2 separate regions of the Gossypium arboreum genome follow, and region 1 is linked to region 2. A link is a contact called in public Hi-C data. All regions are on one chromosome and are shown on one strand. The core of a region is the stretch at or near the end of the contact, and the rest is flanking DNA. Distances in the headings are between cores, read along the strand shown.

Region 1 (4,345 bases), core at 313-2,812, 120 kb before region 2:
TGCATGTAAACATTGGTGTCTGGGTATTTAGGTCCCATAGTCGGACAGTGGTATCACCTGAGCCACTTGCCAACTGTCGTCCATCAGGACTAAACGCAACAGAAAGTACTGCTTCAGTATGACCTATTGTGACAAAGCAACAGCAAAGATTTAGGATAACCAATCCAATTATGCTAAAGGAATGTTAGTAAACATTTTATACCTAATTCATCCATATAAACAAAAATATGAATAAGTTAAACGGAACTGCTTTTTAGACAGGAAAATTAGCTGAGCCTGAATCAGAAAAAATAATTTCTTTGAAGTTTGATGATATCATCACATCAAGAGCCCATGCAAGACATAACAAGCAACTTGTTTCTTTCTTGAGCATGCAAACCCATGATTTCAACATTCGTTTGATAAAGTTTTGATAGGAAATATATATCAATCTCATACCAGCAATTGTAGCTGAACACCGATTAACCGGACGAATCCTGAAAACTGCCTGCGGTTGATAAACTATCGACAGTGTTTTCTCCATGGAAACTGAAAAGTTGATGATCCAAATTAACCAGACAATAGTAGGTTAAGGATACTGAGAAATGTAAAATAATCAAGTAGTGAAAGCAACACTGTCACACATTCACTTCATCAGCTCGCAAACTGACCTTTATTCTTCTCCAAGTAATTTCCAAGCGGCACAAGAAGCTCTTGATTAGATATATAAAATGCATAAGGTAACTTCTCCTCCTGAAGAAAGGAAACACAAATAGAAAAGTTCATCACTCTCGCAGCTCTAGAAGCATTTTATTATCATGACAAACTAAATCACATTGGAAAGAAAAACAGGCATAAAGAATGATAAAAAAAAATCAATTCTAAATAATTCAAAGACAAATATAAAAGAAATTGCATAAAACTTTGAGTACAATGCATCACACGTAAATTAAACGAAAAAACAAAAATTAACTTGGAACCAGTTAAAACCAAATATCAAGCACTGAAGCAGACAATATAAAGAGGTTACATTTTTTAGAAGAGTATTGACGATCTGTTGAAGCTGAACAGGACCGACGTTCTGGGGAAGGTACATGGTGCCTCCAAGGGTGGTTCCCTCCGGGTCTGTTAATACGCACATCACGCTTTTCCCTGTCTCTCCTTGCTCTGTTTCCACCTCCATTTTCTCTTTTTCCTTCTGTTTGCTGTTGTGATGAAAATGGGGGCTTCGGAAGGGGACTAGGTGGTTTTAAGAAGATTTAGGGGTTTTGGTTACTACCGAATTGGAAATGGATATTGGGAAATTTTAGGGTTAAGGGTTTTACTGTCGGAGGTTTAAAGGGGCGGCGGTAGGTTGTGGTGATGTGGCCACGTCATTTGCCCTTCAATATAACCCTTCAAATGATGCTTTTTTCAACTTTGATTTAGTAATTTAATTGTCATCATCAGTCATCACATCATTGCTAATGGACAGTCTGCCATGTGATCTAGTGTTGATTATATTAAGGCCCAATCCAATCGTTCATACGATCAGTTAATATTGCTTAATTTTTCTAATTGATCATAAATCGGAGCAGATAATTACGACACGGTGGCGTGTTGAGCCCATACTTGTTGTTTTCGTTTATAGTGAGCATTTCGAAGGGGCAAATCGGGAAGAGAGGTAGAATCAGGTGAGAGCAAGCAGAAAAGGGTTTAGTATCACACATCAAGTTTTTTGTAAACAATGAAAGCAACATTATTCAGGATTATGACTCAGTCTTTGGTGGATGAGTTAATTCTGATAACTCCTTATAATGTTTTAGTAAAAATGCTATTGATTTTAATGAGGAGGAAATGTCTCGCATTCTATAAGTTCCAAGTACCAATAAACCGGACATATATTTTAATTTACTGAGGGTAGTCAATAATAGGTTAGGGTCAGTTTGGCAATACTTTTGAAAAGTGTTGTGGAAAAGTGCTTTTAAAAAGTGCTTCGGAAAAATTTAAGTGTTTGATATTCTTTGTCAAAAGTACTTTTAAAAAGTAAAATGTCCATTTTAAATATGATATTATAAAGTAATAAATATGTATTTAAATAATGTTCAAATTAGTTAATATTATGATATTTTAGCAAAAATATAAAAATAATTTATTATAACTTATTATTAATATTTTAATATATAATAGTAATTTTAAATATTTCTAAGTAATTAATTTAATTATTTATTAAATTTAATTAGAATATATAAACTATATTTAAATATTTAAATATAATAATTAAATATTTGTAATTAGATATTGACACAATTGTATTATTTTAAAAATATTTTTATTTTTAATTAATGCTTTTAATACATTTGTAAAATTCATATTAAATAACCAATAAAGAGAACACAAAATAATAGCATCAAACACATTTTAAGTCAAAAGTAAAGTTAAAAGGTAAAATAACGATAAAAGTGCTTTTTGGCTAAAAAAGCTAAAATTCTTGCTTTTCATCTCTAAAAAGCTCATCTCGGAAGTTAAAAAGTTGTTCTTAATGATATGTGTTCTTCATTACTTTTAAGAGAAAAGTACTTTTTTTAGAAAAAGTTCATCCCAAAAGCAATGGAGAACACACCCTTAGAATAAAAGGGTTGCATTATGAGGTTTCATTACAACTGTTTGTCGGTCGGGCCATTTGGTCCAGTCTGAAGGTCTGTCCGAAATATGAGAGGATTTGGGTTAAAAATATAGGTCCGAAAAATAGGTTTGAACAAAAAAATAAGGCCAGTTTAAAAAATGGGCCGGGCCTCGTGTAAGTATTTTTAGCGGGTCCGACTGACCCATTAAATTTTTAAATATTATTTTCTTATTATTTTCTCCTATTTTACTACTATTTTACTATTATGTTGCTACTATTTTGTTACTATTTGGATATTGTATAAAACTTATTTTATTGTTAATTTTGTTATTATTTTAAAGACATTTGTTAGTTTTGTTATTATTTTAGAGGCATTTGCTTGTTAAGTTGCATCTATGTTAGTGTTATTTAAGTATACATATTTATTTTCAATTTGTTGGGAAATATATATTTTGATGTTTTTAGTATTTTGATATATTAGATATTTTTAAAATTATATAAAAATTAATATGGGAGGCCCAAGTCGGGCCCAAGTTTTAACATTTTTATCAGGGTCGGGCTTGAGCAAAATTTTAAACTCATTTTTGGGAGGGGTCAAGCCCGAACCTAACAAACGGGCCCAATTTTTGGTTAAGCTTGGTCCAAACCTGACCCGACCCGGCCCATGCACACGTCTAAGTTTTATAGATAAGTTACAGGTATGACATGCTTCCTAATGCCTAATTCATTATGTTGTGATTATGTTATTAGTTGGTTTTAATAAGGATGACAATAAAAATTGAGAAATTGAAAATTGACCTACACTAAGATGTTTTGAAAGTTTATGAAATATAAATTAAAAACTATGTTATTTCAAACTAAACCAATTGTTTTTATTTAATTAATTTTTATGATGTAAAAATTAATATTTTATATTTAAAATGGTGGAAGAAACTTAAAAGTTTTATATAAATATATATATATTTAAAACAACCATATAAAATTTAATGATTATTTTTATTTACTTGATTTTTTAGAAATATTTTTAAAAAATTTTGAAATTTTATCAAATAATATCCCAACAAGTGTAAAAAAACTTATTTTGTCAAAATTAAATTAAATTTTAAAATAAAATATATCAAAAACCAATAACCAAATTAAACCAAATTATGATAGATGATAAACCATATAAGTAACACATTCTAATCCCATACTTAGCATATTTTTGGATGATTTATCATATAATTTAGTGAATTAGATGCTCTTAATCCTTTAATTTCATGTTTTTTACTTAGAAGAGCATAGGGGGACAAAAAGAGCAGAAAATGGGCCAAAAACGGACAAAACGGGCTGATTGAAAGATCCACATGGCCAAGACGAATTCCACACAGGCTGAGCACACGCCCATGTGATACACACGGGCTAGCCACATGCCCATATGGCAACCCATGTCGATATCGCTCCTGGTTTTCTAAATACGCGAAAAAAGTCAATTTTTATGGTTTCTGAGTAGTCTAAAGTCTATAAATACATACCAAAAGAAGACCTAAGGAGACACGCAAAGCAGAAAGCAAAAATTACTTGAAAAAAGCCGTTGGAATCATCTCAGAAGTAGATCCACTTCAAGATTAAAGATCTCCATTCAAATTTCTCTTGAAGTTTATTTGGGTTTTTTATGTCTTATTGTTTTTCTAAATTTGAGATGTCTTCTTTTTACATTATGAACTAAATTCCCTAGATACCTAGGGAAGATGAAACCTAAGACGGATCTTATTATTTAAT
Region 2 (4,001 bases), core at 134-2,633:
AAAAACAATATCCCAAAATCATTTAATCAATAAAAACTTAATATTGCATAAAACTATTAATCTATCCCAAGCAAAGTTGTAACGGCCCGATTTTTAGTGGTACCAGAAAATATGATTTTGAAACCTCATTTCTATAAACCAAGTCTGTAAATATTAAATATGAATATTTACAAGGATAATAAAAATAATTAGTTGAGTAATTTTACCGAAATAATAATTAATTAAGGCCGAGGATTAAATTGTAAAAGTCCAATCGTTATAGAGTTTTAATTGACCAAAGACTTGAAGACTTAAATAACAATTAACCAAAGAGCCAAAATGATTATTAGATGATTTTTAAATAGGAGAAAGTGTATGATGATGATAAAACTCACCAAGATTAATTAATGTTAAATTAAGTTAAATAAATTATGTTTATGTTAATTAAACGAACTTGATTAAGCTTTAATCCAGGTTAAGTTAGTGGAAAAATGTCATCTTCATCTTCCATCTATATTCTTGTTGTCCAAAAGAAGAAGAAAAACCTAGGAAAATTTAAAGGTAAATTAAAGCCCTTTTCTTGTTATTTTTATAGATTTGAGATCATGAGAGCTTGATTTAGATAGCTCATGTATCAATTTGTGAAATTGTTAAAGCTTTATGTTTAAATTGTACAATGTTGAATGGTTGAATTAGATGATTTCATGCTTGAATTGATTTAGATTAGCATGGTTTAATAGCATTATACTTGTGAAAGGTTTAATGAAATCATTTTGATGTTGGTTTGAAAGCAAATGAATAGGCACTAAAGTGTTAAGTTGCCAAAACAGGGGTCATGTTGTGACCTCAAGACTTTGACGTCACAACCGAAAATGAGTGACGTTGCAAAGCTCTGAAAACTTCACAATTTAGTCCTTATTCATGCTCAGGTTAGTAAAAGAGTTTTCGTAAACTCATGTGGGACCCGAGAATATTTATGTAGCATAATAAGAATGTGAATTATACTAAATTGTGTGTATGAATGATTGTATGATGTTTATGTGATGTTAGTTTCATCGGTATTGATCGTGATATTTCATAACTCAGACCCGATGATCGAGTCGGGTATAAGGTGCTACAAAAGTCCCGATCTTAATTTTTTAGGAATTAATTAATAAACCTTGAAAAAAAAGGTGATGATTCCTAGATAAGAAGATTCACTTGGAAGGCTTAAAAGATTAATCATATATATTCTAAAAAATTCTAGAAAATTCCAAGTGTTGAAAGATTTTGGCATAAAAGAACTAATAACACACCAATAAGGGAGAAATACCACCGGCCCAAAATATGAAGTCCAATGTGACGGTTGGACTCAATGCTTGTGCCTGAATTTCTGTTTTCTTAAGCTTCAATCATGCCACGTGTGAAGTTGGGACGAGTTCATGGGTACAACCGAGTTAACACAGCCTGCAGAAAATTATTAGGCTTAATCCACAAATTATACCAAAATCATATTTTTTTTTCATCTTGGTACTTAGTTTTTTTTTTTTGTCACAGGTAATACTTAATTTTTTTAACACCAAAATATTATATCTGTATCCATTAAAAAAGATTACAGTCAATAATAAATGGTCATATCATATAAATTTAAAAATATTTTTATTTTTTGGTTACATTATTTCTCTCTTTTCTTTTTCTTTTTTCTTCTTTCTTATAATGTCTAGCAATATTAGTAATGCTCAAAATTTGCGACATTAATAATTAATTTTAATTTTAAATTTCATTGTCTACTTATGAGATAAAAAAGTTATTACATCAATTTTCAAAATTAAACCAATTAAATTAGGAAGTGGGAACCAATCGAAATATTGATGTAGAGATAGAGAATGAATTGATTAACTCGCCAACGAATACACACTAATTGCAAGCTAAAAAATCCAACTGAAGCATTTTCTATATTTTTAAATATTTATATTAAGATGAGAAAAGAAGGTATAATTTATAGCTATGTTTACTAGCACCCATCTTGAGGTGCCATTTGGTGATTAAGCCCACTTCATATTATGGCATTCATATTTATATTAGGCCCGCCTGCAGCACCTAAAAAAAATAGGTAAACTACAATATTATTCATCCCACTATTAATATATTTCTGCTTCGGTCACAAAATTATAAAAAATTTAATTTCCATCATTAATGTTTTAAATTGTTTTTTTTTATCACTCTACGCAATATTTTTTTAACTAATATAATAATACGCTTTAGTTCTCAATACTCACACTTTTTTTAAAAAAAATTGATTTTAATTCTAAATAATTTAACTTTCTACAAATACACATATAATTAAATATAAATATAATAAATGATTATTATATATAAAAACACAATTTATCCCGAATTCCATTATAATTCTCTCATTTTGGGTTGTTGAAGGCTAGAAGCTTTTCAAGTTGGTGAATTTTTACGGCGAGGTCTTATAACTGAAAAGGGTCATTTTCAATTTGTTTACCACAACAATAGCCCTCCATTAAACCCAATTTTCATAAGCTCATAACCAGTACGATCAAGAACCCCCATCTCCATATCTCTTTGAAATTCATAATCTAACATCGGGTGTGTGTTTTCTTGGATCCAACACCAAGACTGTAATGGCGTCGTCCAGTGGTTAAGACTCCCGTCTCTTCTTGTGCCGTCATTACCAAAATCACGTCCTGTCGTCCAACAACTTCCTTGACCCTCTCTCTCTCTTATTATCTTCATTTTGTTTCTCAAGTGTTTGATGTATCAAGCTTCTTGATTTTACTACCCAGGTTTCAATTCGTTGTTCTTAAGTTAATTCTAAAGGTTAACCACAACTCTATAATTAATGAAATATTAATATAATACACTGATTGGGGAAGCAAAAGTGTTGAATTTGTAATTTGAGCACAGCAGGTAATCCTCAAAGAGTAGTACATTCGAGAGGTTGCCTGCCTCCCACCATAAGTAGCAATGTGAGGAACTAGTCCCTTTTGAGTCATTTCATTGGAGTTTTAGGACTTGATAATTTTTTTGTAATACCCATTGATGATGATGTTGTAACTAAAGACATTAGGTTTACAACCATCAAATCAAAAACCTTTCTCGCCTCATCCAAACCACTCAATATAAGAACATCAATAAGCCATTGGCTCATAAATATCACATATTACAAAAACTAAGAGCAAACTTCAAGATGCTTAAAACATAGTAGTATAAATTGATAGACAAGTTCAGTGTTGGAAATGTTTGAAAATGAAGCTATCTACATATAGAGAATAGTCTTTTTTATTATTAGGCCTTGATGAAGTCAATTAGTTCTCCATCTTTTTGAACTATGAACAAACATGTTGAGCTTACAAATCAGTAATACCAAAACAAGTCAATTAGTTCATCAAAATACATCATTTTACAGAAAAATACCATAACTTGAACATGATGGTTGGGGACAAGATGACGAATCAAACCAACCAAAGAAACCCAGAAATAAAAAAGTTTGAAAATAAATTTTTTGGCCAAGAGAAAGAAATCTCTTTTGCTCTTCAATTTTGTAGACAAACAAAAATTTACTGTTAAGGGCAACTCCATAAAAAATAAGATATTAATATAACCCGCATGTCAAATTATGATTGGAGGGGCATAAATGAGGGGCAGGGGATTTTTATCCTGAATTCTGTGTTTTGTGCCCGACCTGCAGCATGGCCTTGGTCTCACTGTAACCTGTCAATTCGGCAACTTCCGGGCCGACCAGCATCCGCCTTCTGTCCTTCCGCTACTATGAATGTGCTTTGCGAGCAATGCAACAAATACCTATTAATGGAAACTTGTTAATACCTTCATTCATAGCAATAGTTACACTGATAAAAAAAAAGAGCTTCTGTGAGATTTTTTTCCCCACTTTAACCTTCTTTTAGAAGCTTACGTAAGGATTGAGTGAAAGGATGAAATTTAGGCGAAAGAAATGCATATGTATTGAAATGAAGAGTTATACATTTATGTAACTCTAATAAAAGTGGTCAATTTTA

Evidence for each region. Hi-C and Micro-C count contacts between places; a contact is called where the count stands out from the background.
Region 1: a Hi-C map of leaf shows a contact between it and region 2, with 2.4 times the contacts expected there. The contact joins the promoter of LOC108467812 here to the enhancer-like site in region 2. A contact is called at or near these places in 2 of 5 Hi-C or Micro-C datasets (both in leaf).

Annotation. Positions count from the first base shown.
Region 1 is chr8:20,929,013-20,933,357 of ASM2569848v2, reverse strand. LOC108467812 (notchless protein homolog) reads right to left here and starts at 1,562. Exons shown (of 13, transcript XM_017768598.2): 1 at 1,010-1,562; 2 at 651-732; 3 at 439-528; 4 at 1-123. The coding sequence starts at 1,162.
Region 2 is chr8:20,809,598-20,813,598 of ASM2569848v2, reverse strand. No RefSeq gene overlaps it. Among protein-coding and RNA genes, the nearest start is that of LOC128279541, 32 kb to the right of the region's middle. Within about 2 kb of position 1,383, at least 1 of the 2 cell types and tissues checked has an H3K27ac peak or open chromatin away from gene starts, as enhancers often do. A contact at or near this core is called in leaf, where this site is marked.